Linked DNA regions of Sus scrofa: region 1 is linked to region 2. The links are chromatin contacts, called in public promoter capture Hi-C maps. All regions are on one chromosome and are shown on one strand. Each heading gives the region's core, a stretch centred on a gene start, on an enhancer-like site or on the middle of the called end of the contact. The rest is flanking DNA. Distances are from core to core; before and after follow the strand shown.

The links. Promoter capture Hi-C pulls out the DNA fragments that hold promoters and counts their contacts.
Region 1: a promoter capture Hi-C map of liver shows a contact between it and region 2, with 2.2 times the contacts expected there. The contact joins the promoter of NUP43 here to the promoter of IYD in region 2. A contact is called at or near these places in 1 of 5 promoter capture datasets (liver) and 1 of 47 Hi-C or Micro-C datasets (liver).

The regions. Positions count from the first base shown.
Region 1 is chr1:16,245,443-16,252,122 of Sscrofa11.1, reverse strand. It overlaps NUP43 (nucleoporin Nup43), which reads right to left and starts at 2,630. Exons shown (of 9, transcript XM_021086883.1): 1 at 2,392-2,630; 2 at 164-250. The coding sequence starts at 2,604. PCMT1 (protein-L-isoaspartate (D-aspartate) O-methyltransferase) reads left to right here and starts at 2,756. Exons shown (of 7, transcript NM_001195780.1): 1 at 2,756-2,831. The coding sequence starts at 2,777.
Region 2 is chr1:15,773,967-15,780,829 of Sscrofa11.1, reverse strand. It overlaps IYD (iodotyrosine deiodinase), which reads left to right and starts at 1,683. Exons shown (of 5, transcript NM_214416.1): 1 at 1,683-1,865. The coding sequence starts at 1,688. LOC106508815 (a long non-coding RNA gene) reads right to left here and starts at 1,672. Exons shown (of 3, transcript XR_002342452.1): 1 at 1,582-1,672; 2 at 1,185-1,319; 3 at 625-914.

The sequences.
Region 1 (6,680 bases), core at 1,381-3,880, 470 kb before region 2:
CACCATCGATGGCTTTGAGATACTGGGCAACCGAGCATGAGACAGGCATTCAGGGGACAGAGAAGGGCGAGAGAAGCTAGAATCGGAGAGAGTTCGCGCGCTGGCAGCCGGGGGTGCAGTTCTAGGAGGGAGAGAGGAGGCAGGGGCCCGGGAGTAGGGGTACCTCATTGTCCCAAGAGCCCGTGGCGAAGGTCTCCGCCGTCTGCAGGCTCCCCGAAGATAGCGGTCGCCAGCGGGTCTTGCTGATTTTCTGTGACACAAACTTGGCATAAATTTCCTCCATGCTGAAAGCAACCCGGGGGAGGTAGAGGCAGAAGCAGAGGTAGAAGCACAGCGCGCGCCACTCAGTCCCGCCCCTTTCCGCTAAGCCTTGATTGGACCGGACCTCAAGAGGACGGTGGCTACAGAGGGCCAATTTTCCTCCGTCTCCAGTGCGGGGAAAGAACCAGCAGCCCCTAAGTGGGAAGAAGTTGGGACGCTCTTCCTCAGCCAGGCGGCTCTGAACAGAGGCAAGAGTGTGCCCGTCCCCGTGCTGTAGGATCTGCTCCAAACCTGCAAAGTCAGCATGTGAACAGTGACGCGGTGCATTTCTGCAGTAACTGTGCAATGCATAACAAATTAAAAAGCAAAAAGCAAAAGAGTCAACGAGAGAAAAGCTCTAATAGCCACACCTAAGTATTAAGTCTTGAATTTCACCGTGCATAGAAAAGATTCAAAATCCTTATATTCTCATGGAAGTACATCCATTAACGTACCAATTTATTATTCAAAGCCTCTCTCTCCCTGTCCCCCAAACAAATCCTTCTCTTCAAGGTTTTTAATACACACTATCAAACGAGTTGGAATTCTGAAGACCCCAGTTATAATTTTGACTCTCATTGCCTTTGTAGCCTTCCTCAATTCATTTATGCATATAATTAAAGATGATTTTGAAATGTAACGTCGACTGCTTACCTCCGCCCTTAAAAAAAAATTCCTTTCTGCCTCAGAATCTTCCCTATCTTTCAAGGATTAATTCCTTCCTCTAGTTTTTTTTTCCTATTACTTCAGCCCAAGACGATCTAAATAAATATATCCCTTAATATCTAGACCACTAAGAGCACTTACATTTTGCTTCCTGTTGCTAGCTTTTTTTAAAAATGTAAACCTCCCCAATTAGAAGGTAAATCCTATTATTACAAAAGATAGGACATATTCATCTTAAAAAAAACCAAACAAACCTCCTTTATACTATAGCTATAACTGTGTTGGTTATTTCTTTAAATGGGGCCATGATTTTGTGTCTATCTGATCTTGGTAGTCCTATTTCACAGCCAGTTTGTGGAAGCATCGCATGGAAATGCAATCCATCTAGGTCAGCTTTGGAGACAGTTATCAGGTTCTTATTGAAAACTGACTGGTGTTTTGCTTTTAACTGCAAGATTATTAAGAAATTAATAATGAAATAGAAAATTTAGAGTCCCGAACTGAAAATTTGCCCCCAGTATTGAAGTACACTTTTCTTTACTGTTGCAGAATCCCAAGAAATAATACATATTTCAGATTAGGGTTAGATAAGTGTCACATTTGCCAAGGACTGGTGAGAAGCTTGAAAATTGTTGCTGACACAGTGGCACTGATGTTTTGACATAGCTTTATTTCCTTCCTTAAAAGTTTATTGTATTAAGTGATATGATGACTGGATTTTTCCACTCTCGGTTCTGACTATAAGTCAGTGAGTTGGATGCTACAGGCAATGTTCCTTGTCAGCTTTTCACTCATTCTCTTGCACAGCTAATAGCAAGAAAGCTGGTGTCCAGTCTAACGGTGGAATTTGTGAGGCTTAAATAGCTGAAAATGCACACTTGTGTTGGGAGAACAACACATTTGCCATAGGATACTGTAGTATTTTTAACAAGTTCTGAGAAGCACAGCATTCCCCACAGTCCACCCCCCACGCCATGTCTCAGTATTCTTCCACTCTTCTAATTCAAGCTCTACAGCTGAGAACAAACTAGGATCCCAAAGTCTCTGCTCACAAACGCTAACTTACTTATCACAAGTCAAAGGCTGGAGTACTTGGGTTAGAGAGGACCTTTTCCTTCCAGTTCTATTACAGTTATTCAAGCTCCACCATAGGGAGCTCTGGATCTAACTGACCTATGTATTAGTCATTCATTGGGTTGGGCGAGGCAGGACGGAGAAAGCCCACCGTCTAACAACCTGGACAGCTATAGGAGCAGCCCCGCCGCTTGCAGCAGCTGACCCAGCGGCGACTGCAGAGCCACCGGCAGCTGCGGAACCAGATCGGCCCTACCATCCTTTCACCGCGCTGGGTGACCAGAGCTGTAGTGAGGCACGCGACACCGACCACGCCGGGGCCCACCCCGCCCGCCTGGCCGCAGGGCAAACCCAGCAAAGAGGCGTTGCGCAGCCCGCGGCATCAGAAAGGCCACGCAGCAGAGGCGGTGGCGCTGACTCAGCCGGGCCATCCCGCCAGTCCCGGGCAGCCGCAACGGGACCTAACGCGGGCGGCTGGGCACCAAGCCATCCCCGCCTCCGGCCCCACCCCGGCCGCACCCGAGGCCGCGCGGCGTCACAAGGCGCATGCGTGCCGCGGGGCATGCCGGGAGCGCGCAGTGGCGGCAGCAGCGGCGACGGCAGTCACAGCGGCGGCCACAGCGGGGACGCGAGCGGGGCGGTGACCGTGTGGGAGGTGGTCTCACTCTTGGGGAAGCTGCTGGGCACCGTCGCCGCGCTGAAGGTGGTTCTGTACCTGCTCCGGGTGTGCCTAGCGATGGCCTGGAAATCCGGCGGCGCCAGCCACTCGGAGCTAATCCACAACCTCCGCAGTAAGTGCCACCCCCGCCCGGTGTGGGGCAAGTGGGGAAGGCCAGGCCTGGACCAGGTCCCCCTGGGCCGCCCGGAACGTTCTGTCCCTATCCTCCTCCCCGTGCCTGTTGGAGGGCTTAGGCGCAGGGTTGCACCAGCGGTCCCAAATGGCAAGCGCTTGCGATTGCCTCCCCTGGGACCTGTCACTCTTCGGGGACGTGGACGGGAACCGGAGAGAAAGACCCAGGGGCCGCTGCTGGTGGGGTAGGGACAGGCGTCTCCCCGCGGGCCTGGGGGAAGGGGCGAGGCACAGGTGGTGGGGCTGTCACTCGAGTCCGTCCCCCCCTGATCGGGGTCCGGCGAGGGGCGTGTCCTGAGGAGTGGGATGTTGGCCAGGTTTCCTGGAGACTGGGCTGGAACTGAGGGGACCCCGCCCTCGACCCCCGCGTCTTCTCACCTCCTGCTCTGTCGTAATCGACCTAGCTGCAAGCTTTCTCTCCTATTCTGCCTCCCCCGCCCTCTGATTTTTCCTCTGGAGGGAGATGCCACCGTCTGATACTGGCGAGGGGAGGGAGAGGAAGATGAGAGTATTGTCATTGCGGATGCTGGGAGAAATTTCTGGGGCGGCTGTCCAAGGGAAAGCTTCGTGGGGGGCGGAGGAAGAAATCATCAGGGGATGCTCTTCCCGAGAGACATGTATTTCAGGAGCCGTTAGAGATACTGGGATCCAGCAAAGGATTGTATATGTGGAATGTTCTAACTTTTTCCAGGGCTACTGTATGCTTTAGAAGCTTTGTATGGAAGTTTCTTTACACCATTCTCTTTAGTTATTGTATTCCTTTCTCTGATGATAATTTTAGGGTGACGAGTGCTGTGTCACTTTCTTTTTTTAAATCGAAATATAGTGTCGCCGTCTGGTCGGGAGACCAGAAAGACCAGAGTTCGTAATACTCTCTCACTCTGGTCAGATTTGTAGCCCACTTCTTTGCCCCTGACTTTGCAAATAATCACATCCTGCCACGTGGTATTTTTAATTATATGCATGTATATATATATAATATATTATAGATTATTTAGCTTTTCATGTGTTTGTCATGTTTCCTAATTCGATTTGTAACCTCCTTGAGGGCTGAGACTTTTTAAAAAACGTATTTGAGTTCTCTCAGAGAACTTAATAATCTTTCCTTTTTTCGTAAATGTCAATTAAATATATGTGGGAATACTAAGATTAATGAGAGAAATCAATAGCGTTGTCTGGCAAATGGTTAGTACTTAATATTAGTCATTTGACTTTCTTTTTCTTTTTCCTTTTTTTTTTTTTTTTTTTTTTTTACAATATTTAAAGCTCGGAAATCATGTCCTTAGTGTTTAGTAATGAATGCTTATATTTAAAAATTGGGTCGAGCATTGTCATTATTCACTTTATGGAAGGATATTTGATTGGAAGTGGAAATTTATGTGCCGAGATGATAATTTGGATTTAGGTTCCCATTGATTGAGCATAATAAGCTCAATATGTTCTAAATATTTTTTATAGCATTTCTTAAAATGTACACACCTGAAACATTCTGTACTTGAATTGTGATTAAGTAATTTTCCACCGATAGGTTATTGCAGTAGACACTTGGCTATGGCAGAAATTTGTAAGCAATCAGGCTCTTAAAGTCTCTTCTTTTTGGGCCAAATTTGTAGTAAGCCAAGACTAGCTCTTTTCTCAGTAGTTTTATAATCACTTTAATGTATTGCATTGCTGTTCTTAGCTGAAATTGCTAAGGATGTTTTCTTATCAGAAAATTTAGTAAGAAACATTTAACACACATCAGTGTTGACATTGCACATCTTTAGTTTTATTCTAAGTCTATCATTGGTAAGAGGAAATAAGAGTACTCATCCTTTAGCCTCTTTTGTAACAGTTGTGCAACTTTAGTTTCAACTTCCTGCTGAATTCTAGCTAATAGATTTTATTTTTATTAGTTTATTATAAAAGTAATGTTTACTCTTGTGAAAATTTCAATTGAGCATAGATTGAAAACTTCTCACTCTTTCTTGGTTATTCCATCATTGTGTATTCTTCCTAACTTAAAGCCTTCTAATGAATCTTTAGGAAATGATCAAAATGATTATGCTGATGTTGAACTGTAAAGAGGTCTGCAAATTGGAAGAGGAAGCAAATTACAAGTTTAATTTTTTAATGAAATAAAGTTCATGATTGATTTCATTTTAATATTATAATAATTTTATTGAAAATGTCTTGAATTTTTCTTTTACAAGCCATAATAGAAATATGATTGTTTATGCTTTCATAGCTGCTGTATCACTTATAGGTTATTTTAGACTGTAATGGTACATCTCATCTTATAGCTTATGTTGTGATGATAATTGCTCTTAGAACCATGATCTAAAGCTTGGGCATGCTTCAGAATCTCCTGAATCAACTGGAGAGCTTGTTCAAACAAATTAAGATAGATTGCTGGGGCTCTTAAGAATTTGTATTTCAGGAGTTCCCCTCGTGGCTCAGTGGTTAACGAATCCGACTAGGAGCCATGAGATTGTGGGTTCGATCCTTGGCCTCACTCAGTGGGTTAAGGCTTTGGCATTGCTGTGAGCTGTGAGCTGTGGTATAGGTCGCAGAGGTGGCTCGGATCCCAAGTTGCTGTGGCTCTGGCGATGGCTGGCTGCTACAGCTCCGATTAGACCCCTAGCCTGGGAACCTCCATATGCCTTGGGTGTGGCCCTAGAAAATGCAAAAAAAAAAAAAAAGAATTTGTATTTCCAACAAGTTCCTAAGTAATGTTCTACTGCTGGTCCAGATACTACACTTTGAGAATCACTGACATAGAGAGCTGAGAATTACAAAACCCTTCCAGGGTTTCAGTTGAATCAGGTTTATATTTTAAAATAAAATTTTAGGAAAAAAGTCTATAACAGTCCTGCCTAACAGAGCTGTCTGTAATGTCCCTATCTGTGCTGTTTAATATGGTAGTCTCTAGCTATATGGGGCATTGAGCATTTGAAATGTGGTTAGTGCAACTGAGGTACTGGATTTTTGTTTTATTTAAATTAACTTTAACCACTAGCCACATATTGGACATTACAGATCTATAGAAATGAAAAATAGTTGTTTTATAATTATAGACTGATAATGTGCTCATGAAATGAATTAATTTAAAACAGCCGTGAGCCTGCTTAGCAAGGGAATGTGACAATTCAAGTAATGCTATATTAGAATTTATTTTCTACTGTCATTGGGATAATTTCATTCCATGGTAAATGTTAGGAAAAGAAGCGGGCCAGGAGTAGGTGAGGTTGAGAGAGGTGGTCTCCTAGAGCAGGGGTGTCCAAACCAGACTGTTTGTGGAAGGTTAACTTTTAACAGACTTATAAATGCTGTACTAGCCCCTTAAAACAGTGCTAACACTTGTTCTTTTACCTAGTTTTATTTATTAAAAAATTCAATCCACTACCCTAATGCATCCGTTTTTTTTCTACTTATATTTCCTTTGCATCTTTGTCATTTTGCATGTATAATGTATATAGAATTTGTGGACTCAGGCAGCTGGTATTTGACTGTCTTCTGCATTCCTGGGGTACAGCACTGGGGATACAACAGTGAAAAACAAACATCTATTTTTTCTTGTAACTTCTAATGTGAGCAGACAAAATTATGTCACATGATCATTGGTGAAGTAGGGAAGGAGGAGAGGGAGTGTGGGGTAGGAGGTTTGCAGTTGTAGGGGAGAAGACCTCACTAAGATGTTAGCTGAGTAAAGATTTGGTGAAGGGGGAAGAAATTCAAGAATGCAGATAGAGCTGGGCGACAGGCATTCTAGACAGAAGAAATAGAATGTGCTAGATTTGGATTTGGGGTG
Region 2 (6,863 bases), core at 434-2,933:
TCAACAGCAGCACTGGAAGTTAAAAGTCCTATGTGTGTCTTGGGAAAATGTGTTTTCGAGACGATGGCAACTCACAGTGTGGTCTGCAGACTGGCTCATGCAGCCACTCTTGAGGACCAAACACGAAATGAGACACGGAGCACACGCTAGACCGTAGATCAGGCAAATCAGCCGCATCGCTACCATACACACTCTAGAGGTCAGCTGACCTTCTTTCCTTCTGTCTTTATCTCTTTTCTTTTTTTTCAGCAAGAGTTTCTCAAGGAGGGGTACAGCGCATTGATTAAGTCCTGGCACAGGCTCTTTGAGTAGCACTGTCCCCAGTCACCCTGGGTTTGTCAAGACAGCACAAGCTTTATGTCCTCAGTGGAGTCAGGTCCTGTCTCAGACTGAATGAGGGACCCAGAGTGCACCTCTGTCATAACACTCGACGCGCTGTATTGTAATGCTCTTTTTTTTCTTTTTAGGGCCGCGCCCACAGCATACGGAGGTTCCTAGGCTAGGGGTCGAATCAGAGCTGTAGCCGCCGGCCTACCCCACAGTCACAGCAATGTCAGATCCAACCCACGTCTGCGACCTACACTACAGCTCATGGCAACGTTGGATCCTTAACCCACCGAGGGAGGCCAGGGATCGAACCCACAACCTCATGGTTCCTAGTTGGATTCATTTCGGCTGCACCTCGACGGGAACGCCTAGTATCTATTTTTTAACTACAAAAATAAATCGCACATGCAAAGCCATGAAAAAGAATGCAGTTCTGATACATGTCAAAACATGGATGAACCTTGAAATCCTTCCACTAAGTGGAAGAGGCAGCCCCCAAAAGACAAATACTGTATCATTCCAGTGACATGAGGTTCTTCGAGTGGTCAGATCATAGCAACGTGAAGTGGACGAGAGGTTATCAGGGGCTGTAGGAAGAGGAAGCGGGGGGTTATTGCTTAATGAGTAGAGAGTCTCAGTTTGAGATGATGAAGCAGTTTTGGGAAGAGTGGTAAGGGGTTATAACATTCTGAATGTACTGGGCACTTAAAGGGGGCCAGGAGGGTAGCTTCTGCAGGATTATATTTTATCACAATAAAAAGGTAGAAAAAAATAGCACATGCGAGTTGAAAAAAATTTCAAATAATGCTCGGACTTCCCGTGTGGCTCGCAGTGAACTTCAAATAATGCCGACTCACCTGTGAGTGGGAGACCTGAGCGAGCTCTTGCCCCAGTGTCCGAAAGCACAGGGGACTCTCCCAGGAGGCTTGGTAACCACTCAGATGGGGCGGGAGCTTGGCTGAGAATGGGCCACTCCAGCTGCTTCCTCGCTCCTGGCAAGTGGAGGACACATTGCTGTTCAAGAGGAAGCCTGGCTCCCTTCCACCACGGCTGCCAAGATCTAGTGCCTCCCCGTGTCGCCTCGGATCCTGGCAATTATTGTCTAAGGATAGATTGACTGAGCACACAGTTTAACCAAGGGCAGGAGCCCGTTCCCAGCCCCACCACACACCCCGATGCACACGGCTGTGATCTTTGCTCCTTTGCCAAGTCCTGGGAGAGTCAGCGTTCATCCCGTTCCCGCCCCAGGCTCACCTCTCCGTGCCTTCACTCCGACTCCCGGCATTCCCCACTGCCGTCCCTGTTTGTTTAAATACCAGCCTGGGAAGGATGGGCACCGGTCGGGATCGGCCTCACCACCATGTTTCTTCTGACTCCAGTCTTGGTAGCCGTTGTCTGCATTTTGATGGTGTGGATCTTTAAAAATGCTGATGGAGCCACCAAGAGAAGGGAAGAGGAGCCTCGAGCCAGGGCTGAGGCTCGACCCTGGGTGGATGAAGACTTGAAAGACAGCACTGATGTCCTCCAGGTGGAGGAAGGTAAGGATCCCGGCCAAACTGCTCCGGCTCCCCCGTCTGTATCTTTATGATGAGGACAAATGGATGGCGGGGCTGATGGAGAGGAAGAAACATAGGCAGGTCAGTTTCATCATCAGCCTCTATCGCACAAAGGAATTAGTGTGTGGCAGAGACCATTCGTTTCTCTTGGGTGGTCTTCCTGCCACCTGCTGGCACCAACTCCTCCTTTCTTCCTGGCTGCTCGAGAAAGAGCTGGTGAGGGGCTGATGTTTTCTCTAGCTCCAGTCCTGCCCTGGCTGCTAAAATCTTTCTGAAGGGGCACATCAGAGACTGGGGTGGCCATGGATTTAGTAGTCAGGTGGTTGTTGTTGTTGTTTGCTTTTTTAGGGGAGCACCTGTGGCATATGGAGGTTCCCAGGCTAGGGGTCCGATTGGAGCTGCAGCTGCCAGCCTATGCCACAGCCTCAGCCGTGCAGGATCCAAGCCAAGGCTATGACCTACACCACAACTCACGGCAAGGCTGGATCCTTAACCCACTGAGCATGATCTGAGATTGAACCTACATCCTCATGGGTGCTAGTCAGGTTTGTAACCTGCTGAGCCACAGCGGGAACTGCTGGTAGTCAGGTTTGGATGAAGAACTTGACATTTAAAAATGGCATCTACCTAGGGGCTCCCTACTTCTCCTTGTACCTGGCATGCGGGTTAGAGATGAGTGGCCGCCGTCCTCAAAGCTGAGTGTCCAGTTCAGCAGACAAGGCCATAAGACAGGCGAGGGATTGGATGGAAGTGATTATAAGGTGTTTTGAGAAGGCTTGGGGATGCAGTGGGGCAGTTAGAAAAAGGCTGAACCAGGCTGGGTGGATCCATAGAATAGGAATAGCAAGAGGCTAAGAGGAGCAGAGTGAGCACGAGTGCAGGGCTGGGAACCCCGGGAAAGACACTGAGAAGATGGGAGGACTCAGAAGGGGATGAAAACAAGGGGGGAATTGAGGGCAGGCCTGGGCCTGGTTGGCCTGAGAAAGAGGAGGCGAGGGAGGAGAGAGGAAGTGACAGGTTCTTGGGGGCCTTGAGTAGCCCGTGTTTGAGGTTTACCGGAGGTGGTTGGTGGGGAGGATTCAATTTGGAAGAGGCTCCAGTGCCTCTCCGCTGGAGCTGTGATGCTTCCACCCTCCCACCAACAGAGGCCACCTGGAAGTGTGCATGCGTGTGCGTGGGCACGTGTGCATGTGCTCGCGGGTTCGTCCTAATCTCGGGATTGGGGGTGGGGCCAGCCATGCTGAATGTACTGCCCAGGATCCGGGCCGAGGCAGCTCTGAGCAGGGCTGCCTCCTTCTCTGCCACGCTGAGGGATCTGCCCCCGAAGGGCAGTCAGCCTACCTGAGACGCACGTCCCCTGATGGAGGGGAAACCCACTGAGAAGCTGGTAATGAACCATTCTGGCCTCGATGGGCTGCGTGGTGGTGGCAGTGGGAGGCAGAGGAGGGAGGAGATGGGCGGGAAAGTAAAGGAAGGACGACAGAGCCTGGAAACAAATGAGAGGTTGGGAGAAGCTGGGCGTCTGGTTTTGAGACTGGGAGCCTCAGAAGGACACGCTCACGGGTGAGGGAAGTGGATCTGGTTTAAGGGAAGGACACCCAGTGTCGTGCAGGCCACCGGAGGTCTGAGAGGACAGGGGACCATGGGAGCAGAAAGCCAGGGAGGTTTCGAAGGGAGGGACCCTGGACATAGTCTCCAGCACAGGGTGATGCTTGGAACTTGGAAAACTAATGAATCCCCTCCGTGGACTGCTAGAGAAGAAGGCTGAGGATTGAACTTGGTGGAAGCAACTTCAGATGAGAGGATTTAGGAGTTCCTGTTGTGGCTCAGTGGGTTAAGGACCTGATATTGTCTCTGTGAGGATGTGGGTTTCATCCCTGGCCTTGCTCAGTGGCTTAAGGATCTGGTGTTGCTGCCCGCTGTGGTGTAGGCCTCAGCTGCAGCCATTTAAAAAATATAATATAAAATTTAAAAAGAGGAATTGACATGGGAAGAGTGGACACAGAAAAGAAGGCCTGGGAAAGGAGGGCCAGGCTGGTTGCTCAGTTGTCAGAGGCTGAAGTCAGGCCATGATGGGAGTACTCAGCCCACGGAAACAGGCAAGCGCTGTAAACCAGGGCTCTTTTCCCCTCTTCTCAGAGAGGGCACACTGCTGACAAAAATACTGTGTAAGGTCAGCGTTCGACTGTGTTCACAGAGCATGTGATCAGCATAGCTTTCCTTTGCTGCAGGAAGCAATCGATTCCATTGCACCCTCACCTTTCGTAAGCTTTTGACACCCACTCATGCATACTGCTTTTAAAAGGCCGACTTACCACGACTGCCGTAAGACATGGTTCTAGGATGAAGGACAGACAAATTCAAATTCAGATGAGAGATTAGGGAGAAGAAAGGGCTTGGGAACATTGCCCTTGGAATCGGGCAATGTTTGGGGTTCTGCGTGGGTTCTGCTAGGGAAGAGCGAAGGTCTCGATAGGACCCGGGGGCCCCACAAGAGGTGACACGGTTCAGATAACAAGTTGAGTCCACTTTACCTGGGATCGTGTTGCCTTTTTCAGGGGCTTTCCATCTGGACACCCTCAGAGTCTCCAGCTCCCGTCCACCCCGGCTGCTGCTGGTGAAATAATCTATACGGCAGCCACAGGTTCACACAGAAAGCAGAGGGATGGCTGAGGCAGTTGAGGAAGAGATGCTTCTTGGGTCAGGTGTCGAGCCCTGAAATTGCTCCCATCACCACCTTCAGAATCTGTCTCCTGCGAGAGCTGTGCGACCCCGAGCCTTATGAGTATTGCTGCTCAAGGCTCTCCAAAAATTGCAAGGAGGAAACAGCATGACGTGACATCCACTGGCCTTGTAGTTTCAGAGCTAGAAAATATTCGGCCCACTGGCAAGGATCTTGAAGTAGAATTGCGGAAACACAAAAGCAATTTATGCAGCGATGCAGCCAGAAAACTGCCTCCAAGGTGAGCATTAAAGGGTAGACACGGCCTGGAATTACTTTGCCATTAAACGTAACCATGGAGCAATTTAGCCTTCCTTGGCATTAAAGCAATGATAAAGGGCAACTGAGTCTTGGTGTCAAAGGCCAACCCCACGGGTGGCAGCACGGGACTTAGAGCAAAAAGCAGACCACAGCGGCACGCATTTATTTTGGAACATGTGGGCGTCACAATTTGGATGAACCCCCCGGGAGTGGCTTGGCTGCTCTGGGGTGGAGGTGGGACAGCTCTTCTCTTTCCTCTAGCAAAGGCCCTGTTCCCTGGGGACAGTCAGGAGTTCAGGAAGAAAGAGAAGCCCTAGGGTTTTATATTTTTCAGGGCCATATCTGAAGCATATGAAAATTCCCAGCCTACCGGTCAAATCAGAGCTGCAGCTGCCGATCTACACCACAGCCACAGCAACACAGGATCCAAGCCTCACTGTGACCTACACCTTAGCTCATGGCAATGCTGGATCCTCAACCCACTGAGTGAGGGCAGGAATTGAACCAGCATCCTCATGGATACTAGTTGGCTTCTTAACCCGCTGAGCCACGACGGGAACTCCAAGCCTAAACTTTTGTATCTGTTTCACTGCCCTGCGATCCCTCAGTGCTTTCTCTCCCAGCTTGGTTTGGCCTGCGCCCCTTCACCAGGCAGAATGTAGACTCTCTGCCCTGGGCTCCAGAAATAGCAGCACCCCCAACATACGCTCTTCTTGGGGAGCCCTTTAGGACAATCCAAGCCAGCCATCATGGGTTCCACTGGTCTGCTCTGCTCAGAGACACAGGCTGCACAGATAGGGTTCAGGCAGCTGCCCCTCATTCTGCCACAGGCCTACCCTGGACTTCAGCAGCTGCAGCAACTGCCAGTCCATGCCCCTTGGCTGCCTGTAGTTTATGCAAAGCCTGAACAGATTTAAAGTTCAGGAGGCCTTTCATGCACTGGCTCATTTACTGCTTATTGACAACAGAAGCTGACTTTGTAACAAATGGTGGGGAAGTTTCACTGGGGAAGAAAGTCTTTATTGACACATGTGATAAAGGTCAGGGTTGATACTGAGGACGTCTGGTTTGGGTCAGGGTGGATTTTGCTAGAACGCTGATAGGTATTTGTAGCCACGCCCCCGTCCCACCTATTTCCTTTTGACTTAGTCACTGGGCCTTCGCGTTAAATGCATGCAGTGTGGGTCCCAATGGCCTGGATATCACAGCCTAAGAAGAAGCTCCTTACTACCAGCTGCCAGCTAACCGTGGTCCCTGCTACTATTGCAGTTGGGGTCTCAGGCTCTTCAAAGTCCCCTTTTCAAGAGCCTGTTCCCACTTGCCTGTCCCTCCCTATCGTCACATCCCCGGGGGAGAAGCTCACTCTTGTACCCGAGTTCCACCCAGAATGTCCCAGACTTTCAGGGCCAGGCCCTGGCTCTTCTTGCTGTTTTCCCTCTGTGCCTATTGTCACTCTCATCTTTATCTGAGGGCGCCCAATGTGACATCTTGCCTTCTGGACATTTCCTGCCATCCCTCTCATCCTTAGGGGATATGTTCCAAGACCCCAGGTGGATGCCTGAAACTACTGGGAACACTGGACCCTCCATATCCTAAATTTTTCCTGTACATACCTACCTATCATAAAGTTTAGTTTAAATCAGACACAGTAAGGAAATATCTGAATTGCCAGTGTCACCATTCACGTGCTTTGGGGCCACTGTTAAGTAAAATAAGGGTGACTTGAATACAAAGGCTGCAGTACCTGGTCAGTAGGTCTGATTTGATAACTAAGAGGCCAAGCAACTAGTTGGGGAAGGGGGACATGGACAAAGGAATGATTCATGTGGTGGTGGGGGGGTGGGATGGAGCAGGATGGGCATGAGATTTCAACGTGTCACTCAGAATGGTGCACAATTTGAAACTTAGGAATTGTTTGGTTCTTGACTTTTCCATTTAATATATTCAGAACACTGCTTACCATGGGCAACTGGAAGCTCAGAAAGTAAAACCTCTGA